3 separate regions of the Drosophila melanogaster genome follow, and all the other regions are linked to region 2. Evidence: chromatin contacts called from public Hi-C and targeted proximity ligation data. All regions are on one chromosome and are shown on one strand. The core of a region is the stretch at or near the end of the contact, and the rest is flanking DNA. Distances in the headings are between cores, read along the strand shown. Region 1 holds the start of Srp9 (Signal recognition particle 9). Region 2 holds the start of bip1 (bip1,). Region 3 holds the start of nmo (nemo).

The links. Hi-C and Micro-C count contacts between places; a contact is called where the count stands out from the background.
Region 1: a targeted proximity ligation map of the Kc167 cell line shows a contact between it and region 2, with 2.9 times the contacts expected there. A contact is called at or near these places in 1 of 107 Hi-C or Micro-C datasets (wing imaginal disc) and 1 of 7 datasets of targeted methods (the Kc167 cell line).
Region 3: a contact with region 2 is called in a Hi-C map of the Kc167 cell line, with 2.6 times the contacts expected there. A contact is called at or near these places in 31 of 107 Hi-C or Micro-C datasets (the Clone 8 cell line, the D17-c3 cell line, the Kc167 cell line and 14 more) and 5 of 7 datasets of targeted methods (the Kc167 cell line and the S2 cell line).

Annotation. Positions count from the first base shown.
Region 1 is chr3L:7,934,976-7,937,675 of dm6, reverse strand. It overlaps Srp9 (Signal recognition particle 9), which reads right to left and starts at 1,303. Exons shown (of 2, transcript NM_139906.3): 1 at 1,061-1,303; 2 at 418-995. The coding sequence starts at 1,201. The coding sequence ends at 903. syd (sunday driver) reads left to right here and starts at 1,556. Exons shown (of 14, transcript NM_001300046.1): 1 at 1,556-2,298. The coding sequence starts at 2,197.
Region 2 is chr3L:8,057,407-8,060,106 of dm6, reverse strand. bip1 (bip1,) reads left to right here and starts at 1,394. Exons shown (of 4, transcript NM_139912.5): 1 at 1,394-1,646; 2 at 2,061-2,227. The coding sequence starts at 2,061. It also overlaps asRNA:CR45868.
Region 3 is chr3L:7,977,744-7,980,443 of dm6, reverse strand. nmo (nemo) reads right to left here and starts at 1,398. Exons shown (of 9, transcript NM_001274626.1): 1 at 1,271-1,398; 2 at 764-934; 3 at 1-44. CG8209 reads right to left here. Exons shown (of 3, transcript NM_139910.4): 3 at 2,595-2,700. It overlaps Pop4 (POP4 ribonuclease P/MRP subunit), which reads left to right and starts at 1,794. Exons shown (of 1, transcript NM_139911.3): 1 at 1,794-2,639. The coding sequence starts at 1,839. The coding sequence ends at 2,459.

The DNA of each region.
Region 1 (2,700 bases), core at 54-2,553, 120 kb after region 2:
ATCCCATTCCGCTGTCCATTTCCAGTTCCCATCGGTGGTTCTTCGGTTCCTCCTCCTGCTTTCAGGTGGCTTGTTAACTGTTTGCTCGGGCTGTTTAATCGCTTTAATGGTTAGGCAATTAAGAGTTCTTCGGAAAACGTCTCCGAATGCCAACTACTCCCTCTTCTTGTGCTGGAAATATTAATAAATTCTTTTGATATGCTCCGAAAGAAATTACATCCATTTCAGGTAACATGAGTAATACTTAGAACGAATAAAATATTCTTTTATGTGAAAAATATGGCAGGTTTGGTTGCATTACCTATTGGAAACTTAATTTTGGAATAGATTGATTGATCTAGATATATATAAAATGGGGTTTTTAAACCAAATTAATGATAAAAACACCAAAAGATTGATTAGTCTCGTTGCATTTTTCAGTTCTCCCTTGATTTATTTCATGCTAATCGTTTCATGGAAATGTGTTGAAAGACCGATTGACTCTTACGATAAATACAAAACCGTATGGTTAACATTATGAAAAACATTTTGCACCGCCGCCGCTGCCTGCAGATGGGGATTTGGACCACCAGAAGAGAAGTAATGATGATGATGATTCCATCCGCAGTTCATTCGCAACGTGTACAGAGCAGACATTTATAAAATGTCGTTTAAAAGCAGGCTAAATGCAGCAGCTACTCTGATCGCCACATTCGAATGTCAAAAACTCGGCGGCTTTTTTGGTGCTTAAAAACTAAATTCAATGCGGGTGTTGATGGCACACACACAAGCACACACCTGCTCCGGCGAAGCAACAACAACATTCGTGGCCGATTCATATGCTCATGCATGTGCTATGATCTTTGTTGTTGTTCCTGGGCAGAAGTGTCGCCGTGGCCAAAAAGTTTCTGTTTTTCTGCGTTCTATTCCTTGGACGCCATGTGTCCCACCAAGTTGCTGGTGATCTTCTCGATTTTTCTGAGATCCGGCATGTTCTCCGCTTTGTACTGCACACACTGTGGTTTAATGAAGTAAAAATTTAAAAATGTGTTTTGCACTGATAATGGAATTGGGTGCAAACCTTAACGTTGTCCGTCATTTTTAGCAGAATGTGGCCCTTGGAGTGCGCGTATTTCATGGTAAGTCGACAGTTCTGTGGATTGGCCAAGTACATGTTCTCGACGGCAATCTCGAAATCATCCCAGTTCTTTACAAAAACCATTTTTTATTTAAACAAATGGAAATCCAGGCGAAATTATTAAAAACAACAACAGCAACTGGACGGCGTGACGTTGAAGCTATCGAAAAAATACCAAACCAACAAGCCAAAACTATTCGATAACGAATAGCTCAACAGCTGAACACCCCATTGTGAATGTCTTAGTATTTTTCAAATATTTGCTGACGGTTTTTCAAACAAGGGCCTTTCTAAATTTAAACTTTACATAAATCGAAAATATTAGAAATAAATATAATTAATTTTAGTAAGTTACGGTGTAATAATTTGCTAAACATTACTTAAGTGCGACCGTAAAACACCTAGTTAAAAATACCACTTCGCCAATGCAAGGTGATCGGTATTTTCAGGGTAACACGTTCACACCCACCCACACATCGTAGCTGCGCTGCAAAGTGTTTCAATATTTATTGCAAAAATGGTGTGAAAAACCACTGATTCGCTTAAATTTAGTGCTCAATCGTAAGCAACGGATGGCCGCGAAGGCGTCGGCAGTGAAATTCGCGAGTAACATTGCTGAAAATACATCGAAAAGCAAACGCGAAAAACGATGAAATCTAGTCAATCAAATATTGTGAATGGATGTGAAAGAGAAGAAAGAGGGGCGCAAAACGAAAACGCAAATAATAAGTGACACGCAGAAGCCAGCTAAAGTGCAGTTTATTTAAATATACTAGAGATCTGTTCAAAATATAAATATAATCTCACAAATCATCAAAAAGTCAAGTGTCTGTGTGTGGTGTGTGCGTGTGTGTGGGAGTCTCTCTCTCTTTTTCTCCCTCTTTTCTTCCCCATCTACCGTGTTGTTATTCTGGTGGGGTTGAAAAGCCATTGCCTGCATAACGGTTAACGCGTGACGTACGACCCATCAACAGCAGTCAAGTGCAGCACCCTACCGCCCCTCGCCCTTCCTAAAGAGTAGAGAGCACACCTCCTTTATAAATAAAGAGATCCTCCGATCCACCCAAACACCATTCATCATGATGGACAACGATGATGCACTGCTCAACAATGGAGGACCACAGTCCGGAGCTGAAACTGTCTACGGTACCGAGGACAACAACATGGTCATGTCGGAGAAGGTAATAGTCCATCCACAAAAGCCCTCTTTCATCTTGTCCCACTGAGAAGTAACCAGATCACTCGGAATGGGAATAGTCTTAAGTTTCAATAGCAGTCCATTGATAGTTTATAGCCAGGAAAATTCACTGTGATACCATTGACTAATTTATACTATTCACTGAATCATACGGGCGTTTCTGATTCTCCCTTAAATTTGATAACGCACAATAAGTAGGTTTAATCTGTTCTGGTTCTCTGCTCCTTACCATCCACATTCAGACCCACTCGTATCGTACAAGTAACACAAACACGAGATAATGAGGCTATAAAAGTGTTCCAAGCGGAAATACAATCGCAGAAATATGCTTTCTTTGCACATCATTCTTGCTCTCTTCGTATCTCTTTCTTGTTTATATACCCTT
Region 2 (2,700 bases), core at 145-2,644:
TTTAACGAGCCAGCTTCCCTCTCAGGGGCGCCAGAAAAATTACAAGTAAATCAATTTGTAACCGCCTAATTGTCAATATTCCAATCACATAATCGGCTGCCAGTTAACGATTGCCCCCGGCTGTCGGGCAGACCGACAGATACAGCGAGACCACACAGGCGATGATCAAGCCTGGCCCCCTTGGGAATTATCGCCGTCTGGCATCGCCTGCAAACACTTCTACTTCTACATTCATCGCCAGCTCGAGTCATTCGGCTCAATCAGACAGAAATTAAAATGCTGACTGAGCGCGTTTTCGAATGCGGCCCACTCAGTAGTTTGTGTTTTCACAATTGTTCTTGGGAAAAAACAGTGCAGGTCCATCCGTAATTATGCTGCTGTTTGTCGGTCGTAAAACGCAATCAACTGGCCACGACAATTGACAATTTGGCTAGTGTAAAACTAGCCATTAAAGTTTTATTTGCTTTAGCACTTGAGAAATTGAGGCTGGCCTGGCCATAACAGGCGAATGGGTCAATTGGCATGTGACAGCAAGAAGCTGCAAGCTGCAGGCTGCAATTTCCACAGACAATGCAAATTGACGTCTTGGAAATATGAGTGATGTGACAAGTGGATGCTTATCTGCGGCTCGACGCCCCTGTTTTTTTTCGAGGGGCTTGCCTCCTTCGTCTGATGAGCGCCCATTGAAATTTATGACTTCGTCGAACCGCCAATTGATTGGCTTTTAAATATCCAAATGAAGGCTGCCAATCGCGAATTGTGCGGCCGTAATTAATGTACAAAAATCATTTGAACGCACGCCCCAAAGCAACACCTGCAGCTGTTGGTATCTTTATTTATGGAAAGCTTTTAACACTTTTAATTAATTATGGGATGGAAAAGTTGGCGGCTTAGCTATGTTGCAAATTTATGACACTACAAATTGATAATTGATAAGCAAAAATGCTATCTAAATGCTAATTTCTCGAAAAGCATATAAAACTAGAGTTAAGTGGTATTTAAGTATTGCAATGTACAATTAATATATTATATACAATCAACTACAAGGTGCGTAATTGAAAGGTGCGCAGACATCATATTATTAAGTAGTAGTTGAAGTATTATTTTCTTCGATTTGATACATATTCATTGCGCAGTACTTTATTCTTTAAAACACTATTATTTTAAATATGACTCATTAAAATAATAAATCATAAAAGAAATACCTATTTTTTAATGTCCTTCAATGGTAGTTTTTACTGTGCGCGATTGAAATCTCAGCCTGATTCCGAATTTGTCAGAGCTTTCCGGCGAAGATCTCGCACGCATGGGCACAAAGCTCGACAAAGCTGGAGAGACGCTCTCCAAACCGAGCTTCGCGCGGTGCCTTCGCGTGACGCAGGCGGAGCTTTCGACAGTCTGCTCCCACGAGTGACGTAGCGCAGTATAGAATGCAGAACGTAACAGAATCGTAATCGGAGCCGCATAGCATACCGCTAATTAGAAGATAGATGCCCTTTTCATTTAATCGTATCTAGCTGCGATCGCTTAAACCGGCGCCAATTGTATTCAAAGTTCCGTAACCGAAAGCTTTCACCTAGAGTTCTTGCCGTGGGGTTATTAAACTCAGAACTGCCGGTCAGAGAAAAGGAGACTTTGTGTGACAGGTGAGTTCATTATGTACATATGTATCTGTTTTCCTAAGATAAGCATAGGTAAATAATGGCGATGTGGGGTACATATGTTTATATTTAATTTCAAAGTATTTTGTAAAAGGTAAGACCACGCGGCTTTGAAAGGCAAGCACAAGTTATCCAAAAAAGCTTTTCCGTGGATGTGCATCTTATTGGTGCTTTTCTACGTGCAGCAAAGCAAGCTTTTATTCGCCAGAGCGAAAGTTCTTGGGGTCACTCTAGGTTTTCTTTTATTCCAAGAAAGAAAATAAGAAAATAAATAAGATATATGTATGTACTTATTTTAATGGTTTTCTAAACTAGAGCTTATTAATAAAATGATAAAAGAAGCAATAACCTTAAATTAAAATGAGTGATTTTATCCAATTTTAAAATAATATTTGATAGATGACGAATACGATAACCACTCTTCGGATTTGCCAGGCTGTGTCGCTAAATCCTAGCGCGAATGGGCCGGAACCAGTATTGCCACCTTCCTCCAGGATTTGTCTGATGGGTTGCCAGGATGTAAAGCCCAATGATCTGCGTCGTTTTCCAGTCCACGATACCGATCGGTGAGTATTATACACATACATACATACATATGTAGGTTCCTCCTGCCAAGAACCACATTAAACCTGTTTTTAGAGCCTACGGAGAGCTTTCCGATCGATTCGATCACCGAAGCTTGTTTTTGTTGCGAATCACAAGTGCTCATTCTATATTTTAAACACCATACCATTAAAGCCATAACAATCCAAAGCTTTGGACCCCGCTCGGTGCTCCTCTTCTTCGTCTGATACCGATACCGATACTCGCAGTCAAAGGTCATTGAACTTTCGCCCTCCCTCTCTTTCTCTGTCTCTGTCTCTCTGTTTTTTTCTCGGTTCGCATAAAAGTGCATCATTTTCATAGGAATATTTCAATGCCATGGCGGCTAAGAACTTGTGCAGTGCAGCAATCAGAAATGCAATAATGCCGATGTGGGCGGGGCAGTGGGTGGGCGGGGGATAGGTCCCAGATTCCGACTCCCATTTATTTATAGCTC
Region 3 (2,700 bases), core at 149-2,648, 80 kb after region 2:
ACTTCTTACTTATTTAAATTAGATTTGAGGACATTGTGATGAAACTGCGGAGTGAAGTGGATAAATAATCATTTGTAGACAGTTGAATTGTGAATAATTTAAACGTTGCTAACAGAATTTACAATCTTGATTTATTTTCACAGTACGCAAGAAAACTATTGAGAATTGATTTCCTATTCGACCACTAGTTACTAGTTACCACTAGGCTCAATATTTTGTATATTCTGTAAAAGCTAGATTTAATTTAATCCGGTTTTGGTATTATTCACTGTACTTTAATTGTCGTTACTTTTGTTTGCTTTTCGAATTTTTGGTGGCAAATGATGCTGCACAGGAATCAAAAAGAAAGAAGAGAGGAGAACAGTGAGAGAGAGCGCGCGAGAGGACATGAAAAGTGCCGTTAGCTGTCGCGACCGGGGCGCGTCCGTGTATTACAATTGTAAGTGTGTGCGCATGTGAGTGCGATTCTGAGTGATTTTCGGACTGCGCTGCCTGCGCAAAAAGCCGCTCAAAAGACACAAAAATCACTTAAAATCCGACTTTTCATGCAAATTTACAAATGTTGAAAACCAAACAATGGCGAGCACCCCCAAGTCGCCAGAAAATGAACGCAATCAAAAAACGCTCGCATGAAAATCGAAAAGTAACGGGACAAAAGAAATTCGCCCGGGGATATGTAATATTTCCCAGGGTTTCGCTTAGCTTTCCGGACTAATTAAACCTAACCTATGCAAACAAGACATTCCATTTCACTTTAAATTACCTTAAAAAATGCACAAATTATTGAGCAGCGGCGGTGGCAGTTTTTCGTTTATAATTTCTTTTCTATTTTTCTTTTTTTTTTGTGTTTAACTCTTCCGCCTTTGTGGGAGCGAGATGGAAGTAAAACGCGCCGGGGGTAATATTCGTGCGTGTGTGTGTGAGAGAGAGTGAACTAGCGGGCGAGACGGAAACAATTTTGTAATTTTGTTTAATTATTATTGTAAATAACGCGAGATGAATTTTTTGTTGTTTGGCGTGTTACTACTACTAACGCGACGGCTGCTCACACACACGCGCATACACAATCGCACGCACGTTTAAACTATGTACATGTATATGCAGAGCCAGACAAACAAACAAAATTTTGCCTGGGTCACGTTTCTTGGCTCTCTCACAGCTTTTTTTCTACGGTTGCCCTTTATTGCATTATCTTTGTTATCACACGGGCCGCGGGGCGTGGCTAAAAGGGGGGCGGGCGGATGTTGGTCGTCGGTTGGCGTTTGATTACCTCGCAGCTTCCCAACGAATGAGCCTAACTTGGATTTTCGATCACACGCGGCGACGTTTGTTTCAACGATAATTCCGAATTCGTGCGCTCGACGTTCCGCTCCGTTCGAAAGTTGAGAGAGACTTGAAACATATGTTCGGCGTTGCTAGAGGTGGTCGGCCACCGATAGAAACATCGATAGGTCCGATGTTTTCCACTCGTATATTAATTCAAGGTTTGGCTATCGATGTTTTTAGAGTGCCCGCACTATATCTATTTCCATCTCTATTTCGTTGGTATTTTTTGTATTTTATGACATTTCAAATGCAAAAGCAGGATGGCAACGCCAGATTGCCCCGAATGTACGTTATTTTTAAATTGCAGCGTTGAATATGAAAAATTGCAGGTACATACAGTTTCTAATAATTAATAGCAATAATTATTATTTAGCTTGTATTATACGAAGTGCACATGCAGCTATGCATCTGAAAAAATAATATTAATATATCGCCTTTTCTTCCATCGATAGAGTTCCGCGCCTATCGATATATTGTTGATCACCAAATAAATAAAACTAAATAACAACGCAATGGAACACGCGACAAGTGAATTGAGGGAATTTATCTCAGATCTGGTGATTCCGCACCAGCGTTGCAATGTTAACATCAATCCGGATCACATCACAATGCTGGAGGGCACCAAGATCAAGAAGCAGCACTCCCGAAAACGTCGCGCCCACAAATCCAGTACGCTGAGTCGCCGGGAATATGCGGCACTTGGTTTGAACACTCTTCCCACCAAGCAGATGAAGTACGAGGAGGCACTGCCACTGCACCACCTGTGGAAGGGCTATGTACGCGAGCATCTGGAGCTGAGGGAAGGTGACGAGGTGCCCCAGGTGCACGATGCTCGCTACGACGAGTTCAGCCGCAAGTTGGTGAAACTGGACTTGCACGGTGCCAAGATGAAGGTGCTGCAGTCCAAGTGCTCCACCCTGGAAAATTTGGCTGGCATCTGCGTCATGGACACCAAGAACGTGCTGAAACTGCTCGGCAAGGACCATCGGCTGCGCACAATACCCAAGAGCGAGTGCGTCTTTGGTATGAAAGTGGGCAACATGGAGTTCACCATATTCGGGCAGCACCTCAACATTCGACCCGCCGAGCGAAGCGTTAAGAAGATCAAGAACTTTGTGAAGCCCTTCATGTAGGAACTACAGGACCAATCATTAGCCATAGAAATTGAATCCTATTGTAATTTAAGGAAAAAAGTTTATTGGAAAGTTAGCATCGCTTTTCAATAGAAATTTAATAATTGCCCTCAAAGATCCTCTAAAACTTTACTTGTATTTGAGATTGTTGTGTTTAATATATATATAAAACCGTACATTAATTGTTTTTCTTGTTTTTTTTTTTTTTTTTTGGGGGGGGGGGGGTATATTTCGCGCCGCG